Regions from separate parts of the Sus scrofa genome. Here region 2 is linked to region 1. Evidence: chromatin contacts called from public Hi-C data. All regions are on one chromosome and are shown on one strand. The core of a region is the stretch at or near the end of the contact, and the rest is flanking DNA. Distances in the headings are between cores, read along the strand shown. Region 1 overlaps TPRG1 (tumor protein p63-regulated gene 1 protein). Region 2 overlaps TP63 (tumor protein 63).

The links. Hi-C and Micro-C count contacts between places; a contact is called where the count stands out from the background.
Region 2: a contact with region 1 is called in a Hi-C map of liver, with 7 times the contacts expected there. The contact joins two enhancer-like sites. A contact is called at or near these places in 2 of 47 Hi-C or Micro-C datasets (embryonic fibroblasts and liver).

What each region holds. Positions count from the first base shown.
Region 1 is chr13:126,798,111-126,800,731 of Sscrofa11.1, reverse strand. The region is part of intron 5 of TPRG1 (tumor protein p63-regulated gene 1 protein); the gene reads right to left. Among named protein-coding and RNA genes, the nearest start is that of TPRG1, 270 kb to the right of the region's middle. Within about 2 kb of position 1,296, at least 4 of the 83 cell types and tissues checked have an H3K27ac peak or open chromatin away from gene starts, as enhancers often do. A contact at or near this core is called in liver, where this site is marked.
Region 2 is chr13:127,281,454-127,284,074 of Sscrofa11.1, reverse strand. The region is part of intron 5 of TP63 (tumor protein 63); the gene reads right to left. Among named protein-coding and RNA genes, the nearest start is that of TP63, 170 kb to the right of the region's middle. Within about 2 kb of position 1,309, at least 3 of the 83 cell types and tissues checked have an H3K27ac peak or open chromatin away from gene starts, as enhancers often do. A contact at or near this core is called in liver, where this site is marked.

The DNA.
Region 1 (2,621 bases), core at 47-2,546:
TCCCTTCCAAGATCAGATTATCTGAAGACTGTGACTTCTATCTTGTTCAATCTCCCTTGTTCCCTCTCATTCCCTCCCTTGTTCCCTGGAAGGGAAGCCAGGAGTCATTGTCAGTAGCCTTAGGGAAATGCTTCTATGGCAGGAACCAATATCTCTGGATATCCACCAGTGAGGACCTGAGCCTGTCGACAGCAATGTGAACTTTAGCTTAAGATGCCATGTCCCCAGGGACCTGAACCAGAGGACCTGGCTAAGACACACCTATATTCCTGACCCAGAAACAAAAAAAATAGTACATGATTTTTAGTTTATGCTACCAAGTTTTGAGGTAAGTATTTACACAGCAATGGATAATTTACACACCCCAGCCTGTATCTCTTCTTCAAAGCACTGCCACTGTTGTAATTTTATACTTTATTAATGATCTGACTATGCCCTTGACTGAGAACTCCATGAGGGCAGAAACTCTCTCTTTAGCTCAATGACATCACAATACCCAGCCCAGTACCTGGAAATGGAAAGTTCTCAGTAAAAGTCAGTGGCGCCAATAGTTTATCCCAACCATGGAATTTTCCCATAGCCAAGCATGCACCCCAAATAATAAGCATTATAAATAAAGAGCATTTTCCACTTGTAGTCTCAGGGTTCCTTCTCTGCCTCCCCATCACATATGAAGAACACCCAATTCAGTCATCACGTGCCAGTGCCAAGGGTTCTACTAAGCCAAGTATTCTCACACCCATGCCTTCCTTTTCTCATCCACTGGCCCAGTTCAGGTCATTATAATCCCCACCTTGACCCTCAAAGAATCTCAGAATCTCTGCCTTAGCTGACTCCATTCTCCCATTTCTGTTTCCTCCAAACTGTCTCTTCCATCGTCACCACTCCTATCGTTCTGAAGCAAAATGCCAATTGTTTTAGGCTCCTCTCTGTGCCAACCTTCTACATCTCAGATCCTAAGATGACTAAAACCCAAATATCTCATACATTATCCAAAGTCATTCAAAAACTTCCACCAGACTTTCTCAACAGCTGGGACCCAGCCCCTAAGGAGACCCAGCATGGTCACAATAGTTAGCCATCTGTTTGTTGTGCCCGGAAGTCCTACTCCTCACTAGCTCTCTGCCCAAATCCTGCTCATCCTATAAAGACCCCCTCAGATTCTACTTCCCCTCTAAGACCTTCCCATGTCTCCAAGGAGAAATTTTCTCTCCCTCTCCTGCACCCATGGCACTGCTGACTTTCTCCCGAAGCACTAATCAAAGCCTAGTTAAAGTGTCAGTGCGTATGTGTCTGCCTTCCCAGGAGACTGTAAACATCCTGGGAGCAGAGTCCAGGTCTCATCACTGTCATCATCATGCTTGCCACGTGGCCACAGCTCAGGAAATTCTCCCTGAATGTAATCGAATTACTACTTGGAAAAAACATACTTTTAGGAAGCCACTTTTTATTTTCGACATGCTGTTGGGAGGGCAGATTATTAAATAAGTAGGGGTTTTTTTCAGGTTTTTTTTTTTTTTTTTTTTTTTTTTTTAAGCAGAGAGACCACAAATCACCTTTGAAGCCAAGAAAAAGATATGATTGGAGGGAAATGAATCGCAACCTTTAATCTTCCACTGAGTTTGGAAAAACAACAAAATGCCAGCTTTCAACCAGATCATTTCTTTTTAATTAAAAGTTAGCTGGATTCTTTTGGAGCACTCAGTTTTCTGGTCAAGTCAACAAAAAGTAACCAAGGCCATCCACACCCCCTCCCCTGCCCTTCCACCCCCACCTCTGGAGTTAGGCAACCCTTAGGAGCGGCAAACATTTGAGCTGTTTGCTCCGTGCTCATAATTAGATTGTCTAGACAGGAGATGTTGCTGGAGCAATAGGAAAATATTTTACAAGGTGTTCCGCAGAACCACACTTATAACAGTGATTAGGACCCACTGACAGACGCGAAGCCAGCAGAATTGGCCTGGGCCATGAGCCGGTTTCACCCAGAGCAGAGCAAAGCGGAGCAGAGGCCCTTTGAAGCTCTTGTCTGAGAAGGAGATGCCAAATCAGAACTCTAGGGGCACAGAGCAGCTCACTGGCCTTTGGATCCAAGGAAGCAAGGATTAGGTAGTGGAGTAATGTCTGAGATGCCCTCCCTTCTCATGCCTTCCTCCCACTGATAATAAGTCAACAGGGGGCAGCTCCTAGGTCCTGCATTTACCAGCATCTCTACAGACAGGATGAGGGGTGACCCCCTCCAGCAGTTTCCAAGCCTCACTCCTGCAACATTTCCTATCCCTCAGATTTTGTAGAAGACACATTTAAACAGTACAGAGAGAGAAACATATAATACCTGTTCTTGCAGGAAGGTATTTCTTGGCCTGACCTTCCTGCTTAGGTTTTGTTAGCACATGAGTGTGAAGCAACATTATTTTCCAGCAGAAAACCTCTTTTTTTCCACAGGAGTAATTGATTAGGTAAAATCATTCAGTCCTCTAAGATGATTTATTTTGGTAAAATTGATACATCAATGGAGCACTACAAAAGCACAGGGTTTCAAGACCAAAAAAAAAAAAAAAAAAAAAAGCAAAAAATATTTTAGAAATATTTTAGAGGTTTAGGTGTAAATAAGAAATTTGGGA
Region 2 (2,621 bases), core at 60-2,559, 480 kb before region 1:
CGATCCGGCGTTGCCGTGAGCTGTGGTGTAGGTTGCAGACACGGCTCGGATCCCAAGTTGCTGTGGCTCTGGTGTAGGCCGATAGCTACGGCTCCAATTAGACCCCTAGCCTGGGAACCTCCATATGCCGCAGGAGCGGCCCAAAGAAATAGCAAAAAGACAAAAAAAAAAAAAAAAAAAAAAGACAGAATGAATGCTTAAAGTTCTTAACCACATTATATTTAGTACCAATTTAGAGCACTCTCTGTAGTATACTTTTCAGAAACAGTATGTTCCAGGGACTGAAACAGGAAAAAAACATTTAATTCATTTCCTGATTCTTCTTTTCAGATGCTTGGGTGTCTAGGCAGGTAATTTACAATGTCTTTCTTTTGGCCCAGTTCCTATAGATAGATTTTGAAATACTGTATCTGTCAAGAAAAGTTTGAATCCTTCTTTGGGTGCCAGTAAAAATTTTAAGTAGTTATTTTTTGTTTGTTTGAACAGTAAATATCCTTTGTCACACATTCGTCTCTAACATTCAGCAAAAAGGAATGGAGAGATTTTATAATTCACTTCACTGAACTGAGTTGAGGGCTAACTCCAGGTCAAAGTACATCTTTCCAGTTATTGATTTTGTAAAGTAGAACTGTTTTGTTTTGTTTTGGCACAGCATTTTTTTTTTTTTTCTTTTTCATTATACACTGAACTGAAGTAAAAGATGCTTCCATTTCTGTGGGCTATGGTTAGATATATTATTTTTACCCAGTAAAAGCATTTTACCAGAAAGTATTAATTCTTATATTTAGGATAAGAAATACAAAGAAGGATTAAAGATTTCTTTCAATATGTTTTTTTTTTTTTTTTCATAAATAAGGAAACTGAAGCCCAAAGCAGTAAGACGGCCTGGCCAAAGCCATCAAGCCAGTCACTGGCTTTCTGGCCAGAGCTCATCCTTCTTCAATCAATAAAACTTCCTCCCAGACACTTCCAGGGCAAGGCAGAACCAGAAAGAACAGAAGGTGTTTCTTTCTCTGGCCAACAATAGACATCTGTAGGATGAATAGCCAAGAGGAATCCTAAGAGAAGAAAGTAAAAGCATAACCCCAAAAATTCCCCGACACTTGAGGACTATATCCTTTGACTTGTTTGTTACTGTAGCCCTGATAAGAAGTAGCTCTTAAAAAACTGCAGGAAATGTACAATATTAGGACTCAAAACAACCCCAATCACCAGGAAGTAGGTTTCTGTCTCTGGAATATACACTGCAAATCCACTCCTAACCGCACACTCACCTTCACTTCCCCCATCTTATCTCTTATCTGAACTATTGCAACAGCCTCCCTGCCTTTGGTCTTCCCACCTCCAACCCATTGCCAGTTATCTTCCTCTAGTACAATATGATGTCATTCCCCCTACTCAAAGCCCTTCCAAGTCTCCTCCATGCCTGCAAGATGGGAGTCAAATCCCTTAGGATGATTCAGAGGCCCTCTCCATCTGGCTCTGTGAACTCCTCTCCAGCCTCATTTCCTGCTCCTCAGCCATTCCTCCAAATATTGTGTGGTCCGGAGATGCCAGACCCTTTCCTACCCCTAGACTTACACAGCATGGTTGTGTCTCCATGCCTTCACTTACCTGGATCCTCTACCTGAAATGTCCTCTTTTTCTCCATAGTGAGACCCAGCTCATCCTGGGAGAGCCAATTTTAAATGTTAAGTCCTCTGTGAAGCTGGACAAATCCGTCTGTTTCCTGTACTGCATCACACTTTGCTCAGACAAGGATATCATCTGACAAATATTTGCTGAAACCCATTATATGTGCCAGCACTGAGATAACAGAGATGAAAAGACCAGGTTACTGCGTCTGAGTTCACAGGGTAATGGTGAGACAGCCATGCTGCACACTGGGATTCTGAATATATGCACAAAATGTAATGAACATAAGAGAAGGAACTCCTGAGTAAGTGTGTATGTTGCCGGGGAGCGGGGGGGGGGGGGGGGGTCCGGGGGAGGGGAGGGTGCATGGCAAAGGAAGGCTTCCTGGACAATTAAGGCTTTCAGTGAGTTTTAAAGGCTGAGTAGGAGTCTGCCTGGCAGACAAGGAGGGTGGTAAGTAGGGGGACATTCCAGACAGATTATAGCACCTGTCACACTGAATTACAGCTTGGTTTATCAGTTTGCCCTGATAGACTGTGAGCCTTTTGAAGAAGGGCTAACTTACCTATGAACAGAGTGACCCTACAGCATCGAGCTCCAGCAGTAACTAGCATGGTCTGCGCAGGAACTGCTCAGCTGCCGCACCGGCCTGTGGGCTCCCACCCTGCCCTACCCACAACCTACAAGAAAGATTGTTTACAACTACAAGAGGAGCAAATTGAGCCTCAGAGGGGTCTAGTCCCTCGCTTACTTGTAAGCTGTGGAGCTATGCCTGCTTTTCTTCCAAGGGTGCATTCTGGTGCTCAAGGAAATGCATTTTGAAATGGAAGGTGTGCTTCAGTGGATTGCAGCAACCAAGACTTAATGGGGTGGTGGGGGGAGTTCTTCAACTTAGCTTCAATGATGGTGCCTGCATGAATGTGCGTATAGTAAAAAACAGGCAAAGCATCGAGTGGGGAAATCCTCTAACAGCCCTGATAAGTGTA